Regions from separate parts of the Zea mays genome. Here region 1 is linked to region 2. A link is a contact called in public Hi-C data. All regions are on one chromosome and are shown on one strand. The core of a region is the stretch at or near the end of the contact, and the rest is flanking DNA. Distances in the headings are between cores, read along the strand shown.

The links. Hi-C and Micro-C count contacts between places; a contact is called where the count stands out from the background.
Region 1: a contact with region 2 is called in a Hi-C map of endosperm, with 2.3 times the contacts expected there. The contact joins the promoter of LOC107548104 here to the promoter of LOC100281479 in region 2. A contact is called at or near these places in 2 of 25 Hi-C or Micro-C datasets (bundle sheath and endosperm).

Annotation. Positions count from the first base shown.
Region 1 is chr5:167,191,739-167,197,277 of Zm-B73-REFERENCE-NAM-5.0, reverse strand. It overlaps LOC107548104, which reads left to right and starts at 2,206. Exons shown (of 2, transcript NM_001323021.1): 1 at 2,206-2,707. The coding sequence starts at 2,296.
Region 2 is chr5:166,559,174-166,565,210 of Zm-B73-REFERENCE-NAM-5.0, reverse strand. LOC100281479 (protein binding protein) reads right to left here and starts at 4,386. Exons shown (of 1, transcript NM_001154397.3): 1 at 1,672-4,386. The coding sequence starts at 4,223. The coding sequence ends at 2,184.

The sequences.
Region 1 (5,539 bases), core at 957-3,456, 630 kb before region 2:
CTAGATGGTCTGCGATTGGGCATTGAAACGTTCATGATAGTATAGAGAACTCTGGTCTTCTCTACATGCACACGGACTGTCCATGTGTTGGCGAACCATTATGTGCAGAGGGTTTCGTGTTGAACCTAGATCACGTCTTTTAGGAGGGATCTATTAGGGAGGAGAGATAAGAGAGATAGTAGAGTTGTTTTAGGATTAGCAGGCCACCTAAAACGCTTCTATACGACATGGAGCTGAAGAGGTGAATATTGAGATTGGGTAACTACAACTAGACGGACCTAGGGCATACATATACTTAAGTAATGTAAATAGATTGGTTCGATTGGATTGGGGTATACATATAATTAAGTAATGTAAATAGATTGGTTCAATTGGATTGTGTATCTTAATCGGTCGTGCCCTTTCTTATTTAGGGGAGGAGGTCTGGACCTTATCCTAAGCGAAGTAAATATAACGCAATAAACGAGCAATATTTCGCAACAAATCCACAAATCCAGACTCTCGCTCGAACTAATCTAATCCCGGACGGTCCTTGCTAACAAGTGTTAGAAATATGTCCTAGAGATAATCATAAAGATGAGCATATTTCTTTGTATCCATGATATATATTGTTTAATTGAATATCCATGAAAGACACCTTGTATTAATTAGCAATTATGTAAATTGTTTGTGAGATTCTTTACTTGTATGGTCATTCTAAATGATGTCCCTAGTTAGAGTCGATGACTAGCACATGTATTAGTTGATAACTACATTTCATAAGTCATGGACATGGAGATGTTAAAGTAACAATGTGGGCGCATGTATGACATGAGGCTGACCGACCCAACATGAGATTGTAATATAGTTCTCTTTTGCAACATGTATATTGTGTCCTTATACCTGAGATTGTTGTATGTTCTCAAGATGTGAATTGACTTACTTAGGGACTATTAAACGCTACTCCGTAACTTGGTAGTTATAAAGGTAGTTTTGGGTTTATCAGGAATCATGCTGAGGCATGGTCAGTCAAGATAGAATTTGTCCCTCTCTTCTTGAGAGAGATATTTTTGGGCCCCTCAAGTGATTGGATCAAGAATTGCATAGCCGTGCCAGGGTTAAGTGTTAACAAATGAAAGGATTCTAATTCACGTTATCGAGAAAGAGAGGTCAGCTTAGAGCCAGACCAAATATCGTGAGACAAAGGGAACATCATGTATGTATTGTTGCAATGGTTCGTCTGATATGATCTTTACGTGCGCATAGGAGTTGACATGTCTTGCTAGAGGCCGCTGTCATTTATTGGGCCAAGTAAGAGTACTTGGGCCATGTCTATATGTATGTGAACCTATAAGGTCACACACTTAAGGGGAAGGAAGCCTAACTCTTAGATCCAAAATTAGACAGAACTTTAGGGTTACTGATGGACTTTGGAGTATGAAGCCTGAAAGTCGCCTAAGGGGGGTGGATAGGCGGAAACTGAATTTTACAACTTTAAACACACTACAAGCCGAGGTTAGCGTTAGAATAAAATCAGAGTCTGGGAGAGAGGGGAAAACAAATCAACCAAGAAATAAAGCGGATGACCCAGTGATTTATTTTACGGAGGTTCGGTTCCAAAGAACCTAGTCCCCGTTGAGGTGATCACAAAGACCGGGTCTCTTTCAACCATTTCCCTCTCTCGAACGGTCACTTAGACCGAGTGAGCTTTCTTCTTTGAGATGGCCATGTATAGTCGGCCCATGTTACAGGGTCCTGTCCCGATCGTAGGCCGCCATGCTGGCAGGGCTGATGGACCGCCCATGTTTGTAATTGATTACGCTGTAATGACCCGTCATAACCCACCTAGGGGAATATTCTAGGGATAACATAGGTAACTGAGGGTACACTCGTCTTTGGCGAGACAGGGTCGGCCCTCGGTTACCTATAAATATCCCTATACTGTACCATTGCGGGGGACGGAGAAAAACACTGTTGCCCTTAACACATTGCGTTTATTGGCATCAAACCGTTTCCCATTCTCCCACCGTTTGAACTTGGCTGACCATATGTTAAAAAGTCACAATATATACCTCGATACTATTAAATGGGTCGTATCTCGGACCGACAGTTACGACCCATTTGACCGTCTATAACTGGACCACACATTCACACTGCGCAGGCCAATTTGAACGTAACAGGCTAACAGCCCAGCCCAAACATCCGGCCCACCAGATGGTCGTGAGTGTCCGCACGAACCCATCACACGCTCCGCCCACTCCCCCAGGCGCACGGCCGCACCTCTCCACCTCCGGCGACTACCACCAGTCCACCACCATGGCGGCCACCTCCCTCGCGCGCCTCTCCCGACGCGCCACCATTTCCGCTACCGCCGCGGCGCCCTCCCTCCGGCGCCTCCTCTCAGTAACCTCCACAGCCTCTGTCGCGGCATCCGCCCCGCCGCCGCCGCCCAGCGCGGCCGGCGCCGCGGCCGTGGGCGCGGATCGGGTGCGGTGGGACTACCGCGGGCAGAGGAAGCTTGTTCCGCTGGGACAATGGATGCCCAAGGTGGCCGTGGACGCTTACGTAGCCCCCGAGGCCGTGCTTGCCGGCCAGGTCACCGTCCACGACGGCGCCTCCGTCTGGAGCGGCGCCGTCCTGCGGGGGGACCTCAACAAGATCACGCTCGGCTTCTGCGCCAACGTACAGGAGCGATGCGTCCTCCATGCCGCATGGACGGCTCCCACAGGTAATCGTCATCACTCAAAATGCTAGATCTGGTTGCTAGGCCTAGGACTGTTTCCTGAACTCCTTACGTGATCTAGGACGCAGCGGGACTATTTTTGTTTCGGCTCTGTAGTGAAGAATCGGGCGTGGCTTGTAATTTGGTGATGCCTTTCTCAGCTTGATCCTGAACTGAACCATTGTGTATTTGTGTTTCTGAAGAGTTGACCTGAATGATTTACGAATTTTGTGTGCAAATTGGAATTGGTATTTGCTCTATTCCATGGTTTCTCTCGTATGAATTGTTACTGTGTGCCGGTTCTTATGGAGCTTGGACCGTGTTTCCATGATTCTTTTCTCTAGTTAGTGTACTTAGCTACAAGTAGAACAATGCTCTTGTAGCTAGAGCTATCCAATTACACTAGCCACGTTAAGTTAATCTCTGACTCATTTAGGGCCTGTTCTGTTTGATCTCAATCCATGTGGATTGAGCGGGATTGAGTGGGTTTAAATCCCAAACAAGTCAAAGACTCAAAGTTCTTCATATTTTTTTTCCAATCCCATCCAATCCACGTGAAATGGGAATAACCGAACAAGCCTTAGATGGAAAAAAGGGTTCATGTTAACTAGGCTGCATGTGAGTGTGTTTACAAGCTGTTTCATGGAAATCTGAGGTGCACTTAGCTGTTTTCAATCTATGTATTTTACTGTTTTGTTATGCTAAATATCGAAGTTACTATCTTTAACCCATTCAATGAGGCAATGAGCCACAATCGGTTTTGTTGATATACCATTTCTTCTCACATCTCACAATAATTTTCTGATAGTAGTGATGACCCTTATTGGAGCTTCCATGTACTACACTGGTCCCTGAACTTGTATTGCTATATGATATCAAAAGGTACTTTACAATTCGAGGGAGCTATGTCAGACAGCTATGGAAGTTCGGTTTACTCTTTTTCGTAGTACTGAAGAGTTTGGTTTACTCAAATATTGTGCTAGTTGTGTCACTCTTCTCACATGGGCCTCATAACTATTAGATGTGTCCATTTTTTTTTGGCATTTTCTGGTTTGTACTTCTATTGCCTGTGGCACAAAGCTCTCATCCCCTGCGTCACTATCACTCTTGTTTCTTGTTGTTCTGCAAGTCTCTTCACTGAACAACCTTAACTTTCCTCCACTACAATAGAACTGATTCCGGTTGGGTTCATGTTCATGTGGGTTATCTCCAAAGAATTCCTCCTTCAACCTTTTTTTTTTTCTAATTCGTGGTAAATAAGAATATACTTTTTCTGCTCATTAGGTCTACCCATAAATATTTCGTAGTAACAGATAAAACTTTCTCCTCTTGCACCTTGTTTACCCTTATCTAGTTCTTTCATCTATAACAAAAGGAATTTTTAGTACCTGAAATTCATCATTACTCTGTTCTTTGCTTTCTATACAGAACGATCCTTATACGGGACAAGCACATGCTGAATGGGCTTATCAATATATTCTTTTGGCTCTGTCACTTAATGCCAATATATGTGGATCAGTGTTTCATCAACATCAAGTGGGAAAGGCCTAAACTGAGGCCAGAATGAAAACACTAACCGGAACAGCAATAAAACAGATCATCGTAATATTTTGATTGTAACGAAACCTTTGGTTTTTGGATGCTTTAGAGAATATTTTTTCTTTAGGAAGGGGTCACCATGGTTACTTCATTGGAATTTCTGTAGTAGAAATACTAGTAAACCAGTTTCTGAGATGATAAAGATGTTTGACGGATCTATTGTTTTAGTTGCTTATTAACATGAGGTCACCAGCATCAGGCAACTCGAAGTACAAATTCAAGGTTTTATTTTTTTTCCTGATTCCTTTGTGCTTATTAACATGATTCCTTTGTGCTATATTATTAGTAAGCCTGTGTAGGCTTTTGAATGGTGTTGAACAGAGTTCCATAAATTGTTTTTTTTCTCGAATGAGAGTTCCATAAATTGTTCCATAAGATTTTGCTGACTTCTTACCTGGAACACATCTTAACAATTTAATTTGGCTAATGAGAATATATGCAGTTTCACATGAGTAACCAAATTAAACTGTTATTGGTGACTTAACATTTAGCTTTTATAATGTTAGTTGAAGTTTTAGATTCTGAGCATGGTAACCTCGGAAGTTTGTGCATTCTAGAATCTAGAATGAACTGCTATGGATTGCTCCCCATGAATGATACTGTGCAGTGTTTTTACGGCTTCTCCTAGGCGACGAGGCGCTTGCAGGGAGTAAGGCATCCTTGATACCTAGCCAAAAGTAGCAAGATATCCATGGAATGGAGCCTGGAGGCAAAACAGAGGAAAACTATAGGGAAAGGCCATGCAGCTGCCTCCTTGCTCATCTCCACTAAATCTGGTGCTGCCTGGGTCATCTGCAACTGAGGCGGCGGTTGATTGAGATGGGGATCTGAAGGAGAGCGGAGGGCAGGCTGAGGGTGTGCAGCCAAGAGCATCACCGAGGGAGGGAGAGTGGTGCTGCGCGCCTGCACCTGTGTGCGTGGTTGCATGAACTGAGGGAGGAGATGCAGCAGCGCTGCATGTGGCTTGTGGCTCACGGTCGCTGCTGGACAGCTGACCGCCTAGCAAAGAAAGGACTGCCTCACCCTCAATTTTGTACCCTGTGTGATCAAGAGGAAGAGACACTAAACCATTTGCTGGTCTCCTGCGTTTTCTCACGGGAAGTCTGGTTTCAGATTATGAAATATGTTGGGTTGCAGCACCTTGCTCCTAACCTTGAGAGCTCTTCCTTGGAGGATTGGTGGGGAGGAGTTGCCGCACCTCCTGCTGATCCAGCATACAAGGGGCTGCACAAGGGCTTG
Region 2 (6,037 bases), core at 3,137-5,636:
GACTGAGTCTGTTGTTTGTCGTCTCACTAGGCACTACCATAAAACGATCTGGAAAAAAATGGTCAGGCGACAGTCATACCATGGGTGACGAAGTGCCATACCCATACGGTTACCGTCGATCGGAGGGCTAGTGCTCCGACGTGCAGTGCAGTGCCAGTCAACCTCCAGTCGTCGGCCATGGAACGGACGGCCAGACTAATAAAGACTCGCTCGCTACAGGAGGGAACCGATCGAACGGGAAAACAATGCTGCAGCACATGGGGGCGGACGAAGAGGAGCTCTCTTGTTCTTCCTCATGCATGCTCACGCAGTCACGCTTTTTGAGTAGGGTAGGTAGGTTGGTAGGCAGGTAGGTGGAAGAGGATAGATGTCCACGTCCATGTGCTCCCGGATCTCGAGGCCGGTGATTTGGGGGGAAGCAAAGACCCAAGAGCGAGAGCAGACGACATGCATCCATGTACTGAGCGGCGAGCACGAGTCGTCGCCCGGACCAGGCCGGTGTGGATCTCGCGCGGCGCCCGCGCACGTCGCCGCCCGCCCCCGCCCGGGACCATTGCGCCTCCCCGTCTGCTGATCTGCGGGATTCCACTTCGTCTCTGCTACTGTTGCTGGGATCGTGGAGGCATGACGATAAATGCAGATCCGGGTGGTAGACGAGGAGGAGACCCACCAGATGGAGATGACCATGAAGATTGTGGCCAAGCACTAGGTGGTGCCGTGGTGGTGATGGACCGTGGACGGTGGTGGCCATTGGCCAACACTCGGGGTCTTGCGTTATCAGTAATTCATAATTGGGCTGGGCTTTGACTCACTCGAGTAGAGCCTGTTGTTTTTGCTGGGTCCTTTCTAGCACGATCGTTTGTGGCCCGGCCCAGTCATGGAATAGTAGGCCCACACGCCACACCGACTCCAGCGCAGCCGCCCACCCAGACCCAGCCCACGAGTGTAATACTACTGAACCTCAACGATTTTACTAAGAGGCAAAGTACAAGTATATATTATCAGGAAAAGTAGTGACTCAGTCGTTCCACTAATGATGCAACTCTGCTTCGACCAAATCTCCCCACTTGGGGGGACAGAACGTTGTTCGAAATCCGAGATAGTATGACATCCTGCAGCTCATCTTGCTGTCTAAGGCAAGCTTCAAATAACGATACTACTATTAGTATAATTTCCAATCCCCATGCAACCAAACAAGCCCTAAAACACTCTGCAGTGAACTATAACTGCACTCTGATTTCCAAACTCGACAATGGTAGGGGGGCCATGTCGATCCATTGGATCCCCTTGATAAGTTGATATCACTTTATTTGAACATGAGACCCCTTAAAAACATCCCAATTATGGTAAAGACATCACAACTATGGTTTTCCATGTATTCGGGCCAACCAGGTCTCAAACGCAGGGCCTCTCATTTCTTTTATGCCAAATTGATTACATGTATAAACAGTGTCCTAAAAGCATAAATAATATTTTAGGACGTGCGAAAATCCACGGATACTTCAACACACTGCTTGCAGCATGCGCCATATAAATTAAACTTAGCTATGAAAAAGTAACGCGCGGTAACAGAGAAATGATTTACCATCAAAGGCTAAATGGCAGAGTTCCTTGCACAAGGTGCCCAGAAGTCACAAGTCAAGTAAAGAAACAATGAAGTCAGAGCTGCCACTAGTGTCAAGAATGACTGAATGAGCTAGCTGGTAAACTTTCTTTTTTTTCCTATATTTGCAAGTACAAGATGAAAAAAAAAACCTTTTTTCTGTTTAGCATAACATATTTGTCCACCATCATCAAAAGACTACGGCTGCACAAAACATGACTAATGTGGCAGCCCCTTCAAAAGAAAGAAAGAAAGAAAGAAATGTGTCAACCCCAATTGATCGAACCAAATAATTCCCTTGGACACTCTTTACCCTACCTAGTAGCAAATTGCCTTATGACTAATGTGAACTAGTCAGCACAGATTGCAATTCACGACAGGACAACAAATGTACAGCATTCCTTAGTTCACACTATGCAGTAGTAAGCATATCAAAAGGTTCACATCTTGTATTACAGTACTGTAGTGACTACTATGGGAACAAGCATCCAATCAACAGATGCGCTGTGTACAAAAGTTCATCAATATCAACCCATCAAAACAAAATCGTACCTGCAACATGGATCCGGCCAACCACGAACTATGCTCTTCTCCTAGAGTGATTGGCAGACACTGGTGATCCCTCAAATAAATCGGATAGCTGGCTCTCCAAATCTTCCGGTGTGTACTTTATATACTTTCCTGGATTTCTTCCCCCGTCCACTTGATTGCCATATCTGCCCAGAAAAGCACGATAAGCTGGAATCACGTTTTCAGATATTGATATCTTCAGTTCTTCCCGGAGCTGAGGATCTGGAACTTTCCAGAGTGTCTGGTTCCTGTAAATTTCCTCAAAGGCCATGTTGAAGTTTTTGAACCTTTCCTTGATGGACATCCTCGAACTTGAATGCCCACTGCCGCTGCCACTGCCACTGCCACTCCCACTCCCACTGCCATGTCCATCTTCCTTGAAATAAGACAAAGGCTTCGTCCACGAAACCCTTAGGTAGCTCTTTGAATACTGTCGAATCTTGCCACTCCGCCTCTTTATCCAGTGATCACCCAAAACCTTCCCCAGCTCTGAATCCTTTACCTTCTGAACAATATAGAGCAAATTGTTCATGGCAAATATGCACTCCAGGGCAGCATCGTCATAGAGCTTAGATTTTTCCTCCAAATTGGCCTCCAGGTAAGATATCAGCTTCAGAAGACGCCTTCCAAAAGGGGTCATTCTCTCCAAGTGTTCCTGATCCTGATCATCAGAACTTCTGAAAGTATCATGATCACTGCTGTCATCGGCCAAGAGTGCATCAAGTGTCTCACTGTAAACAACCAGCAACCTCAAATAGTTCATGACATAGCGTGTCATTGGGTGGATCTCTCCAGCTGCCATCGCCCTCCTTGAGGTCTCCTGCTGTAACATCTTCCCAAACTCAAACAGGTTACCCCTCACGGCATCCCCAAGCCTATCAAGAATGGCTTGCACGTCACTGATCACGCCATCCCCAGAACTTCCTATGCACAAGTCCTTCATTTCAGGGATCACCTCTGCAAGTGCCTCATACATGTCAAGGATCCGAGGGACCTTCTCTGGCGAGCGGGGGCACACCGCCACGGCACCCCCAAAGCTAAGAATCTGCATAATGCATCCTTTGGTGGACTCAAGGAAGCACGCATCCATAAGTTCATCAGACGCATCGAGCACCTGGTCACAGAGGCGACGCTCACCAGCCAGCAGCACGCGCACGACCGTCTTGACCCCGTGCACCCACTTCTTCATCTTGTCGTTGAGCAGCTTCCACTCGATGCGTTGCACATCGTCGATGCTGAGGCGCTCGACGCCAAGCACGGAGAGGTACTCGTCGAGCAGGTCGCGGCGGATGCCACAGTAGGCGTCGGCGAGCTCGCGGGCGTATCCCGCGCGCGCCATCCGGTGGGCGATGGCGCGCAGGTCTTCGACGGCCTCGGGGCGCACGGGATCGAACACCTGGTCCTCAAAGGGGTTAGATCCGAGGGAGGCGCCGCGCGCGGTCTCCGGGCCGGCGGGGGTGGCGTCGAGGCTGTGCGGCGTGGCGGCGTCGAAGTCGGGGCAGGCGTCGAGGTCGTCCATGGACTCGAGCGAGAGGCGGCGGAGCGAGAAGAAGAGGCCCGTGGGGTCGATGGGGACGGCGTGGCGGACCATGAGGTGGCGCAGCTCCTCCTCGAGGCGCACCATGGCGAGCTGGACGGCGACGCCGGCCCGCGCGCCGCCGGGGCCGCCGCGCGCGAGGTGGTCGATGGCGACGTCCACGGCCGCGAGGTACTGCGCGATGTCGTCCTCGGGGGCCTCGAAGACGAGCGCGTCCGGGGTGGCGTCCCAGAGCTGGATGAGCTGGTCGGCGGCGTCGAAGGAGGCGGCGGCGGCGGAGATCTCGGAGGCGGAGGCGGCGGTAAGGTCGGGGGAGGGGAAGAGGTGGTCGTTGGTGATGGAGGAGAGGCGGTTGTCGAAGCCGGAGAGTATGCGGATCATGTCGTCAGCGGCGTTCTTGGAGGTGGCGAGGGACTTGACGATGTGCTGCGCTGCGGCCAGGACCTTGTCGCCGCCGGCGGAGGGCGACTCCAGCTCCTGCTGGGGCGGTGGCGGGGGCACCGACGACGACATCACCGTCGGTCCGCTCAGTCTCGAGGTCGGGTGGGGATTTTTGGAGCCCGAGGCGGAGGTGACTTGGGAGTTACGCCGTTGCCGCTGCCGGCCGGCTGCCGCTGCCTTTGTTTGACCGCTGCGTTGGGTCCCTGCGGAGTCTGGGGAGTGTGTGCGCGGTCGGCGCTGCGTCACCGGGAGGTCAAGTGTGTGTCAGTGCCATTTGTGTGACTCCATCTATTCCTCGGCAGTCGGCACTGCCAACCACACTGCTATCACCAGAATAGTACTTGTAAAAGAAGACGCTGTACTCTGGGCCGGCCGTGCCACTCCGACAGACGGTGCTCCGTTATTTTTAAACGAATTCCCTCGATAGCATAAATCATTTATACCGTCGCTATTCTAAAATAATTTATGCTTTCTCCGTCCAAAAAAAGTACGTAATATTAAAGGATTCAAATTTTATTATAAAATAATCATTATTTTCATTTCTCAATGCATAATTTTCTTCAGTCAACACATTTTTTTGTTCTAATGTAGCTATATCTCTATTTTCTGTCTCCCTAAATTTTCGCGACTAAACCTAAAACATCAACTGTTTTTAGACCAAATAAGCATAGCTTTTCTTGACACCATTCGAATTGTTCATTTCCCTTATATTTGAAATTTGCCTTTCCTTGCATTCCACTCCCACCAAAAATGCTGTTATGTTGTTTTAAAATAACTATGTTGCATCAATTATTGTAGAAAAATTCCTGAGTCTTGCCGACAAATAGAGTGTTGGAGGAAACTGAGGGTGTTTGGTTTTGAGGACTAAAGTTTAGTATGTGTCACATTAAACATTTAGATGTTAAATATAAGTATTCAATATAGTCTACTTAAATATAAGATGAAGAGTAAATAATAAGACAAAAAAATTTAAGCCTAATTAATAATCCATGATAGATGAAGACTAAATAATAAGATAAAAATTTAGCCTAATTAATAATCCATGATTAGCTATGTTTGTTGTAGCATTATGTTAACAAATCATGTACTAATTAGACTTATTACATCTCACTGGCCTCTGACTCGCCAGCCCCATCGTTGTGCCCCAACCGCGATGTCGCCTTTACCATCCCTCGTCGACAAGCGCTTCGAACCGCTGCCGCAAATCTCCATCGCCCTGGGCCTCTTCAAACGGTGGGGCAAGAACAACCGAGGGGAGGAGAAGGCGTCGTCGCTGGCGATGCATGGTTGAACAGCCGAGAGATAGGAGAGGAGGCGATTCGGATTCATAGTTTAGTTTTATAAGGCGATCTGGATTCCAAGTTTATTTTTATATTGGTTATTGGTAAATAGTTTGTGAGATATTAAGGTCGATGATAAAATATATATTGCTTGGCTAATATTTTATCAAATATTTATGTGTCGTCAACGTACGGGTACTATACCAGTAGAGTTTTAAAGACAAAAAAATCACCAATGTTTGTTCATTAGATTATAATACACAAGATAACATATGCATGTCCGGGCTTTCAGTATAGGATAATACTTTATGTCTTGCGTGGTGGATTTGCTCTCTTTTTATGTCGACAGTTACACGGTAGATGCAGACAATATATCTCTATCGAAAAAGGAAAAGAAATAAAAACCATGATTATATGTCTTGCTCACGTCTCCCTTCTCTCACCGGTAAGGCAAGAATCGACTTACGATTTGATAAAAAAAATCTCTTCCACCAGTTCATAATCCCAGCCTCCAGAGATAGGATCTATGAGCTCAAATACATGTGCAACCGAGCTGGTACCTCATGGTGGGATTGGACCCATTGAGAGCTTGTTTGTGAGTAAGAT